Regions from separate parts of the Sus scrofa genome. Here region 2 is linked to region 1. The links are chromatin contacts, called in public Hi-C maps. All regions are on one chromosome and are shown on one strand. Each heading gives the region's core, a stretch centred on a gene start, on an enhancer-like site or on the middle of the called end of the contact. The rest is flanking DNA. Distances are from core to core; before and after follow the strand shown. Region 1 overlaps LOC106510390 (a long non-coding RNA gene). Region 2 overlaps LOC110260771 (a long non-coding RNA gene).

Region 1 (5,544 bases), core at 1,994-4,493:
CAGGCAACAGGTGCAGACCTTTAAAAAAAAAAAAAAAAAAAAGTCTTGGTCATATGTCCTCCTCAAAGAAATGATGGTAGAAGAAGGAAAGAAATGGTAGACAAGCACAGGTTCACTGGAGTCACAGTTTCACTGGGTCCCAACTTAGACTATTAATGATGATAACAATACTGCCTGTTTGTATTTTTCGAAGGACTTTCACATTTCACAAGCTCTTATTATTTGATGGCTGACAAGATCAGAATTCTCTAGGTAACATCTATAATGGAGTTGGTACACAGGCAATTTTCTTGGTGTCCTTGCTTGCTGGAAACAAAGGCATTCTCAATTTGGGCCTCAGCTTCTCTGTGCAACTTCAGATATTTTCTTCTATCAGCACCAGCCCTTCCTCAGGAAAAAGCACAGAATGATTAAGAATGTGGGCTTTGAGATGATTTGGAGTTCCTTGGATTTTACTAGGTTCAGAGACTGAAGCCGTACATTGATTTTTTTTTTTTTCTGTTTAGGGTCGCACCTGGGGCATATGGAAGTTCCCAAGCTAGGAGGTGAATCGAAGGTGCAGCTGCCGGCTTATGCTACAGCCATAGCAACTCAGGATCCGAGCTGCATCTGCAACCCATGCTGCAGCTTGCAGCAACGCCGGATCCTTAATCCACTGAATAGGGCCAGGGATTGAACCTGCATCCTCATGGATGCTAGTCGGGTTCTTAACCCACTGAACCACGATGGGAACTTCCATAATTCAGTTTTTAATTTGGATTTCACACAATCCTGTGAGGTGGGTGGTTAAGTATTATTTCCCATGCTTTTCCAGGAGGGGAAACTGAGGCTCAAAGAGGGGAAGCAATTTTTGTGAGACCATACAGCTTCTACCTAGAAAGGCTGGGATTGGATCCCCGGTTGGTCTCACTTCCCCAGCCAGCTTATAACGCTATGGAACATGGCCTCCCCTGAGCGTGCCAATCAAAAGCTGGCCAAGGCATTAAATCCCCAGAACTTTTGGTTTCTCATTTGTTGTTGTGAGAATACATTTAGATGATGTTGATACATGCATGTTTGTGTCTTCCAGTGGGCAGCTATTGACATTGGGGTGAGAGTCTTGAAGAGGTAGATTTTCTGTAGTCAAATCCTGCTTGTGACTCCTTATGGCACCAAGGATGGCAAAACCATAGGGGATTGTGCAATGAAAGAGCGCAAGTATGCATCTAATACCCAGCCTAGGGCTCAGTAAGTGTGTGCCGAACGAGTGGATTTAACACCTAGTTAGTCCTTTGCAATGCAGGATGTGGCAAGGTACCCAGTCCCTCCTTTCAAGAAGCTCTGTTCTAAACAGAAGGAGCTGGACAAGAAAACAGAAAAGAAAGTCGTGTATTATGTGAGTGAGGAGTCAGGAAGAATTCTTGGACTAGAATGCTGGGCACTGAGTCTTAGAGGCTATGGGGAGTCTGTCATGTGAAGAGTGGAACGTGTGCCAGGAAGAGCACGTTCATAGGCACTTGGACACAAGGGCCCTTTTAAGAAGTAGAGATTGTTCTGGGAGGAAGGTGTGTAAGGTGAGCGGGGAGCGAGAAATACAGCCCTAGGCCTTGAAGGGGGTGTGCTGAGGAGCTGGGATTGCATCCAGGAGGTAATGCGTGGAGCCCTTGAAAGATCTTAATTAGTGGAGTGTCATGAGTACGGTTCTCTTATAGAATATTCACACCACTGGGAAATGCACAGAAGGGTTGGCATAGGAAGAGAATGGGTGTACAAAGTTAGAAGGTTATAATGGTAGAAAAGATGTTATTACAGCAGGGATGGGGAGGAAGAAGTGGAATCTCCACTTCAACTATATTTAGAAGATAGAATTTATTGGACATAAGGTCAGGGTGGCTAAGAGAAAAATGGGACCTGTCATATTTGAGCAACTGCATACATGGTGGTTTCATTAATAATATCAGCTACTATGTTTTGAGTGCTTATTATGTACCTGGCATATTGCTAAGTGCTTCCCATCATGGCTCAGTGGTTAACGAATCCGACTAGGAACCATGATGTTGTGGGTTCGATCCCTGGCCTTGCTCAGTGGGTTAAGGATCCCGCTGTGGTGTAGGTTGCAGACACGGCTCGGATCCCGCATTGCTGTGGCTCCTGCATAGACCGGCAGCTACAGCTCTGATTAGACCCCTAGCCTGGGAACCTCCATGTGCCCTGGGAGAGGCCCTAGAAAAGGCAAAAAGACAAAAAAATATATATATATATTGGCTAAGTGCTTTGCATGCATTATTCCATTTCATTCTCATTCTAATCTGCATAGCGGTTGTTAGATCCATTCCGTGGATGCAGAAGGTGAAGCTTAGAGCAATTAAAGCTTGCTCAATATGTCATGTGGACTAAGTGGTGGAATTGGGATTTGAACCCAGGGATCTGGCCATGGGTTTCCAAGCCCATGCCATCAGTCCCTGTGGCAAGCACAGATACTTCCTGTGCTGAGGAACTATGGGAAGAGAAGGTTTGGAGAAGGAAGGGAGGAGATGCTGATCGTGTGGCGCAAGCATGTTGCCATGTCAAGCCAACCCCTCAGGTTCTAGGCTGAGTTTTTCTTGCTCGGAAGCAACATTGCTCTTCTCTGGAGGTGTTAGCTGGTGGGGATAGAAGGAGCCAGGAAGGTGGCCCTTACAAGCATCCTGCTGTCATCATGGTTCTCGCCTGCCTCCCCCAGTGTAGCTAAGGAGTAGCATCCTTCAGGTCAGTGTTCCCAGAGTGAGGGGGCCTAGTGTCTGAAACCACAGGCAAGAAAACTAAGGATCCAAGGAGATAGACCCAGCTTACATCTCATGGTTAAGGACATTGCTCCTGCAGATTTCCTTTATTTTATTTTATTTTTCTTGGCTGTGCCTGTGGCATGCAGAAGTTCCTGGGCCAGAGATCAAACCCAAGCTACAGCAGTGACAACATGGAATCCTTAACCCTTAGGCCAACAGGAAACTCCTGTTGAAATGCTGAACTCACAGCAAATAAATAGACTTCTGTAGCAACCAATAAATAAATATTGGTGGAAGTAATGCCAGTAATGTACAAATGATGAGTTGTTAGTACGTTCTCCTGGCAGTCACCACCTGAGCCAACTCCAGAATGTGTGTGAATCCTTGAGAAAGGCAGCCATGATTTCAGAGGCTCCAGGAGAACCTGGGCCCTATCCCTGCCCTTTCAAAACACAGCTCTTTATTCCAAAGAGGAGGCCACTTAAAGCCCCATTAGTCATTCTCTCTAAAGAAGAATTGGTCTCTTGGGTCTGTCTTGGGAACACATTTTGAGGGGAGGGCAGGAGAGAATGCAGTGCCTGTCACCAGAGAAGGGAAGCAAGCCTGGCTTGGGAAGGCAGGAAAATATAAACTAATTAGGGTTAACCCTTACACTATTTTTTTATGCATTTCAGCACAAGTCGCTCAATAAATTATAGGCAAATAGAATTTTTTTTCATGAATTTGGTCATTTTCTTTTCTTTCTTTCTTTCTTTTTTTTTTTTTTTTTGCCACAACTTAGGCCAGCTAGAGAAAGAGAAACAAAACTCTATCTGGAGTCATGCCTTCTCAGTGTCCCTCTAAGGTCATCGTTGCTCCTTTGGGAGGGTTATTTATAAATCGACCGATGTGATTCCAGCATCTTTGAATGTAGACTGCTGGGAAGTGGACATGTTATTCTTATGCTCTCTCACCTTTTTGGCATGGGCTTGTGTGTGTGGAGAGGTGTTGGGTAGGATGTGGAATGGAAGCGTGTCAAGAATGATACAGCATTGCCCAGGAAGATTGATCAGTGGATTGTTGAATAGCCGTGGTCTACTTGGAAGTAAAAGTAACTCCAGAGTAGGACATCTTATTATTATGCATATTGTAATTATTGTCTGGGGGCATGAATCAACAAGCATGTGTGCAGTGTCCATCTGGAGACGGACTTCCCCACTCCTTGCCCCCAGGCACCCCCAGGAGAAGTCTTGTTCTCTTCCCTTGCCAGGGTGCCAGGGTTTTCTGCTTCAAGAGCAATTGAGGGGTTCTCCCACTTCAATGCTTTACTAAGTACCTTCCTTCATCTGCACACCCACAGGCCACTCATCTCCAATATGAGGGGATAGCAGGGGTAGATCTTTTGTTGGTATTTCCAGGATCTGGGACGTAGGGAATGGGCCAATCAGACAGATTATCAGCATCAGGCCACATGTGTCTCTCCTCCCTCTCATTCGATCCTTTTTAAGTAGGGAAAGAACTTATTTAAAAATCTAGTAAATAGGATACAAGTTAGACCTCCAACAACAATATCTAGAAAAAGAGTCGTAAATCAATATTTCTGTTTGAAGGTTTCGGAGAGGTAATATAGCTCATTTTCTCAAGAGTTCTAGTTTTTAAACTAGGCAGCAGTAATGAAGGAGAAAACAATTACAACCACAACAGCAGTATTAAAGCTTAAGTAACTTTCCACTGCTCTTGTTGATGCTATTATCATCAGTCCAGCTTTCCCTTTCTTCAAAGGCCTGTACAAACGGCTGGCAATTCTCAATCATCAAATCAAAGTCCTTTGTTGGAATTGTTTCTTTGGTGTCATGCAAGATATGCTGTTAAGTAATTTGATCAGTCCAGTCATTTCCATAATTAGAACAAGAGCACATATTCCTGAACTGGGTGCTCATACCAGCGTCTGAAGTCACACAAAAGCAGACTCACAAAGCCCTTGTGTTAGGTGGACCTAAAATAGCAGCAATTAAAAAAATAAACTTATTTATTTATTTATTTATTTATTTATCTGGTTATTTATTTACAAATCTCTGGCAGTTTTTCCACACCCCAGAGCTAGACATTTACAGCTCTACTCTGTGTTTGATCTATCTGCTGGTGACTAACTAATGAATACAAGACAGAGCAGTTCACTTTATCCCCCCCTTTTTGAAACACTTTTTATTAAAGTATAGTTTATTTACAATGTTGTACCAATTTATGCTGTACAGAAAAGTGACCCAGTCTTACATATATATATATATGTATGTCGCAAGAGACATACACATGGTCAATCTCAAGAGACTGGATAGAGTTTCCCTGTGCTGTACAGTAGGACCTCATTGCTTATCTGTTCTAAATGGAATAGTTTGCACCTACCAAACCCAAACTCCCAGTCCATCCCCCCACCCCCTTGCCAACCACAAGTCTGTTCTCTACATCTGTGAGTCTGCTTCTGTTCTGTAGATAATTTCATTTGTGCCACATTTTAGATCCCACAAGTAAGTGATATAATATGGGATTTGTCTTTCTCTTTCTGACTTCACTTAGTATGAGAATCTCTAGTTGCCTCCATGTTGCTGCGAATGGCGTTCTTTAAGTCTTTTTTATGGCTGAGTAGTATTCCACTGTGTGTGTGTACCACATCTTCTTAGTCCATTCATGTGTTGATAAACATTTCAGTTGTTTCCATATCTTGGCTATTGGGATTAGTGCTGCACTGAACACATTTCACTGTAAATACATTATTTCTCTGTTCACTGGGTGTATTGTGGATACCAACTCACATGGGACTTAT
Region 2 (5,544 bases), core at 1,555-4,054, 240 kb after region 1:
GATCATTCATACCTTGCTGTAAGAATATAAATGATACAGCTACTCTGAAAAATAATTTGGGAGTTTCTTATAAAACTAAACACACAGCTCTAGATCACCTGGCAATTGAATTCTTGAGAATTTACGCCCAGAGAAATGAAACCTTAGGTTCACACGAAAACTGGTATATGAATGTTCCTAGCCAAAAATTGAAATCAATCTAGATACTCCTCATTGGGAATGATTCAACCAACTGTGATGCTCTAATTCAGTGGTTCTCAAAGTGTGGTTCCCCAACCAGAAAAGCAGCAGCCTCTGGGAACTTGTTGGGAATGCAATTCTCAGGCCCCGCCCCCGCTACATAAGCACCATAGAAATGACTCCGCAATAAAACGGAACAAACTGTTGATGTACACAACTTGGAGGAATCGCTGGGGAATGACGCTTAGCCCGTCCCAAAGGTTATGATCCCATTTCTCTAGCATTTTTGAAGTGACCAAGTCTTGAAAATGGAAAATAGATGAGTGGTTGCTCGAGGCGAGGGACAGGGAAGAGGGGGTGCTGTGCCGGAGGGAAGTGGGTCTCCTTATAAAAGGACAAACTGAAGGATCTTCGTGATGTCGGAACTTGTCTGTGGTGGCGAATTTATGAAAGGACGCAGGCGGTAAAACTGTAGAGAACGGGATGAACACACACACAAATGACTACAAGTAAAACTGGAGAAATCAGCATAAAGTCGGTGCATTTTATGAGTGTTAAAACCTTGGTTATGACGTTTTTTGCAAAGCATTACCACCAATGGGGAAAAACGACAAGGAATCTCTCCATACCATTCCTTGCGTTTGCAAGTGAATCTACAATTATCACAATAAAATGTCAATGAGAAAGAAAAAGATCACTCCGTCTCATTGCGACCAGCGGTGGGAGATGAGGGAGTGGGAGCCGGGTGTGTGTGTAACACACAGATCGCTGGGCTTCCCCCGACAGAAGGTCAGATTCAGCGGGTTTGGGCGGGGCCTGAGAATCTGCATTCCCAACAAGTTCCCAGAGGCTGCTGCTATTTTTGGTTGGGGAACCACACTTTGAGAACCACTGAATTAAAGGATCCCTGTGGCTTTCCCCCATTTAAGGGGAAAAAAAATAGAGCTTGACTTTTCCTCAGTGTGTCTTTTGACAAAGCTTTGGGTCTCCGGCACAGGGCTTTGGCCAGGCTAGATGACTTGCCAAAGGCATGGGTTCTAGGGTGGCTTTGGGGAATCCAGCCAGAGCAGCAGGGCTCAAAGTGTGCCGTCACATCGGCATCACCTGGAACTTGCTAGAGATGACGTTTGGAGGCTTTACCCTGGAAGCCTACAATCGTTTTTAATAAGCCTCTCAGGTAATACCAATGCAGGCCAAAGTTTGAGGCCAGGCCCATGGGGTTAGAGAGGATTTTAGGAAGCCGTTTAGGATCTTTTTAGTTCATATGAGCAAGCATGAAGGGCTTTCTAGGCGCAACGATTTCAAGACAAGAGGTGGCAAGAGAAATACCGAGCTGTGGCCTTCTTAGGCCCCATGGACTTCTGGTCCCTTATGCGTGGATGCAGAAGGCAGCATTCACTGGCCTCCTTCACAGCCAGTTCTGGTGCAGCTAACCAGGTAAGGGATCATAAAAGCCCAGAAGGAATAAAACCCAAGATTAACACTAAGCCAATCAGTGGTATTAGGCAGTGCCATTAAATGCTCATAAACATATCAGCATGCTGCCCTTCAGTGCGAAAGGATACAACCATACAGTGTTCACGGACTGCCCCGCTTCCAGAGGCCTCTCGTGTCCTGCGGGTCATAGGGTTGATTGCCCCTTGAACAATGACGTTTCATGTTGGCTAATGCTGACACCCCAGAACTTAATATTTCAGTTGACTACTGAAGGCCTGCTCTGGTTTTTCCATTATGCTGCTGTGAGGTTGCTGGAAGTGGTGAGCAGTATCTGGTTTCTCAGTTCCTTTCTATTCCTAGCTGGGATTTTTAGAAGTAGCTGGCTGCCTGTCCACGTTCAGAAACGCGGTAAGTCACTGGGGACCACAGCTCAGGGTGCATGTGTGAGCAAACGGGTTTAATACCAGCACTATGCCCGAGTCATCACTGCTCTATTTGTGGAATGGGGCAAAGACTGCCAGGGGATCTTCAACACCTGACTGGCCTCAACAACTGTCTAAGTGGAGGTGAAGTTGGAATAACTCTACCCATTTACTGCTCTGCCCGCAACTAAACCAGTCAAGTGTCTAAAACTTAAAAGTGTTTCAACATATTGTTAGGGGGAAATTGACAACTCCCAAAATATGCCCCTTTGTTGAGAACGCCGCCAAGGTCTCTGAAATGTCTCACTTCTGACTTCATAAAGAGATAATACGCTCTGGAGGGAAAAATCTAGGTGTTAAAGTCAAACAGATTTACGTTTGAATAGCAAAACTGCCAGTTAATTAGCTGTTTGATTAGGCGAGGGACTTCGATTCTCTAAGTCTCAAGTTGCCATCTATAACATGGGCTAACATGTCTGACTTACGTGGTTGATTTGAGAAAAAGAAAAATGGCACGTGTACAGTGCCTGGCATGCATTTGACACAAAACCCTCTAGGTTCCTTTCCTCTAGTATCGAAGATAATTGCTTGGTCTTTGTATGCGTTTTCCCCTCATCAATGTAATAGTATGTGGAAGAAATTCAAGCAATCATATGATGGGTCCACTTTGTTTTCCGTTGTTTCCTTTTCTTGCTGTGCCAGTCAGCATAGAGTCAGTCCCTCGGAGGTTCAGTCAGTTCTGGTCCATTTGCCAAGGATCCTATCGCTCCTTTTATGGTCTGAAAAGTGATAGTCATATCTGGAGAGCATCCAACTCATAATGATGCTTCAGCTCCTGTTTGTCAGAGCTACAAAAAGACTACAAAGTATTTAAAGGAACAGAATCGTTTTCCTCTACCCTCAAAATCACTGGACAAAAAACAACTGGATGTTTAGAACAGCGTAACCCAAATCGTGAGATGATAAATGATTATAACGAAATGTTAAAGTAAGATACAAGTGGCTCATATCAACTCCAAGAAAAATAGCAAACTCATGTTAGCACAATATTTTGTAAAAATTTCATGCAAATGCTTTCTAGCCAGATGTGCATTCTCCAGCTAACCATAGTACCACCCTTGCTGTTTCATGACCACTGGCCCACCTGCTTCATCGTCTATAGGGCATGCCAAACCCTCGAAGGCATTTATGTCTGTAGACCCCAATCCCAACCATTTAGATCAAATTACTAGGTTCCTGTTCAGGCAACTGGGCTTCAGTAGCAAGAGCCCTAGCAGCACATCTGACCTGGCCTTTGGGTAAAGTTTTTCCTCTTTAGCCCAGAGATGGTCGCAGTTCCCTATAGCTATTCATCTTCAAATGACTTGATCTTATCTTTTGCTTCTCCAGAATTTTCAGCAATCATGCAAAGAGTCTCTGTATTCAATTTGATCTGTATTCATGTTTAAAAAGCCTAGTGTGGTTTTTGCTTTTCTGTTTGGACTCTTGACTGCTATAAAGCCAGATTGAACACAATTACAAAGGAAACCAAGCCCAGTATGTGTACTGATCAATATTCATAAACATACAAAGGAAACCAGGGGTTACTAGGCCTTTAAGGAAAATTGACACCATGGAAGAGAAAGGCCAAGATAAACAGAAGAAATACTAACCCTAGGGAAAAGGACATAACTTGGTGAACCAACAAGGACTTACACTTTAAAAAAAAATTAATATTAGAATTTAGATGATTTTGCTGCCAAAAAAAAAAAAAGAACCATCTGCTATGAAAATAGAGCAATCAGAAAATTGGAGAGAATTTATTGAAATTAAAAGTACATTTGCCTGAATGAAAAAATTAATAAGTGGTCAAAATAACTAGACACCTGGAAAAGCTGATGATATGGAAGATAAATTCAAGGAACTCTTTAGAATATATGAGCAAAGAATCAATGAGAAAGTGACAGTGGTACATAATATGTGCTAGACTGTTCTAAGTACATCAGTTATGATAACATAGTTAATTTTCATAACAGCTCTCTGAGCCGAAAACTCTTGGTATATACACAGAGAGGGTCAATAACATGCCTAGAGTCACATAGCTAACGAGGTGGCAGAGCTGAAATGCAAATGCAGGGGATCTGATTCCAAAGACCTTGCTCTTAGCTAGTTATTCTCCATTGCCTATTTTAAAAGTAGGAGATAAGCTGAGTGATGTGGAAGCTACGTTTCATTAAGTCCAATAGCCACCTACATAGAGTTTCAAGAGTAGCAAACCGGGTGGAAAAAGAGAGGAAATAATTGGGAAACAAGAGTAGAAATGCACTAGGTGAAGAAAGATGGGAACGACTCTATTCAGTGGCAACGACAGTAAATTAAAAAAAAAAAAAAAACACATCTAGACATATTTAAGAAATATTAGAACCCTAAGCTAAAAAGAAAACCTTAAAAATCTCTGGAGGAAAATTAACTATCTGCAGGGTACCATGAATCAGGTTGATAGCGGATGTTTCACATACAGCAGTGGAATAACGGTTTGTAAATTCTAACGTCTGGATTAGAATACTGTACCCAGACAAAAATTAATCCAATGGTCATGGAAAATTAAGACATTTGGGGGCATGCAAGAATTCCAAAAGTCTAGGCTCCCTTGTTATTTAAATAGACAAATCAACCAAATATAAAATGTATCTTAGTTTGAGCTGCTATAACAGAATTCCATCAACTGGATGGCTTATAAATAACAGACATTTATTTCTAACAGTTTTGGAAGCCCAGTTCAAGACCAAGTTGCCAGCAGATTCGGTGACCAGCGAGCCCACTTCTCATGCTTACATGGCCTCTCCTCCCTGCCTCCTCACGTGGCAGAAGGCTGGGGAGGTCTCTTTTATGAGGGCACTAAGCCCATTCACGAGGACTCCACCTTCATGACCTAATCACTTCCTCAGAGCCCCAGCTCCAAAGGCCATCATCTTGGGGATTAAGTTTCAACATGCAAATCTGGGGGCATACAAACATTCAGTCAGGATGTGTGATCCAAGAAACACCAGAAGTTGCATATGTTACAGAAACAAGAGACTGGAACAAAATTAAAAGTGAACTCCTTAGGCTGGGGCTTGTGAAATGTTGTCTTTAGAAAAATATAAATGACAATAACATATTTACTCCTCTGAAACTCCAGTATTTGGTTCTACCAGGAAAATGTCTTCATAATCACAGTATAAGTAATACAAATACATGGCTTTTTAAAATTACTATTATTTGAGATTTAAAAATGATGTTCACATCATTTTTAAATACCTAATCAATGATAATCAAGAAAAGCAGTAAGTTCCAGTAGTTATTGAGATTTTAACCAAAGAAATCAAAAGAAATACAAAAGAAGTTGTAATTATCAAGCAGCGCTTGATTGAAATGAAACAACTTTTTTCCACTTTGGAGGGAAAAACATTTTGCTTTTACTTTTTTTTTTTTTTTTTTTTTCAGAATAATGGAAACCTATCCTTTTCTTGATTGTGTCTCAACT

Evidence for each region. Hi-C and Micro-C count contacts between places; a contact is called where the count stands out from the background.
Region 2: a contact with region 1 is called in a Hi-C map of skeletal muscle, with 5 times the contacts expected there. The contact joins two enhancer-like sites. A contact is called at or near these places in 2 of 47 Hi-C or Micro-C datasets (psoas muscle and skeletal muscle).

What each region holds. Positions count from the first base shown.
Region 1 is chr5:77,275,573-77,281,116 of Sscrofa11.1, forward strand. All of the region lies in intron 5 of LOC106510390 (a long non-coding RNA gene), which reads left to right. Among named protein-coding and RNA genes, the nearest start is that of SLC38A2, 150 kb to the left of the region's middle. Within about 2 kb of position 3,244, at least 8 of the 83 cell types and tissues checked have an H3K27ac peak or open chromatin away from gene starts, as enhancers often do. A contact at or near this core is called in skeletal muscle, where this site is marked.
Region 2 is chr5:77,519,272-77,524,815 of Sscrofa11.1, forward strand. The region is part of intron 1 of LOC110260771 (a long non-coding RNA gene); the gene reads right to left. Among named protein-coding and RNA genes, the nearest start is that of SLC38A4, 33 kb to the left of the region's middle. Within about 2 kb of position 2,805, at least 4 of the 83 cell types and tissues checked have an H3K27ac peak or open chromatin away from gene starts, as enhancers often do. A contact at or near this core is called in skeletal muscle, where this site is marked.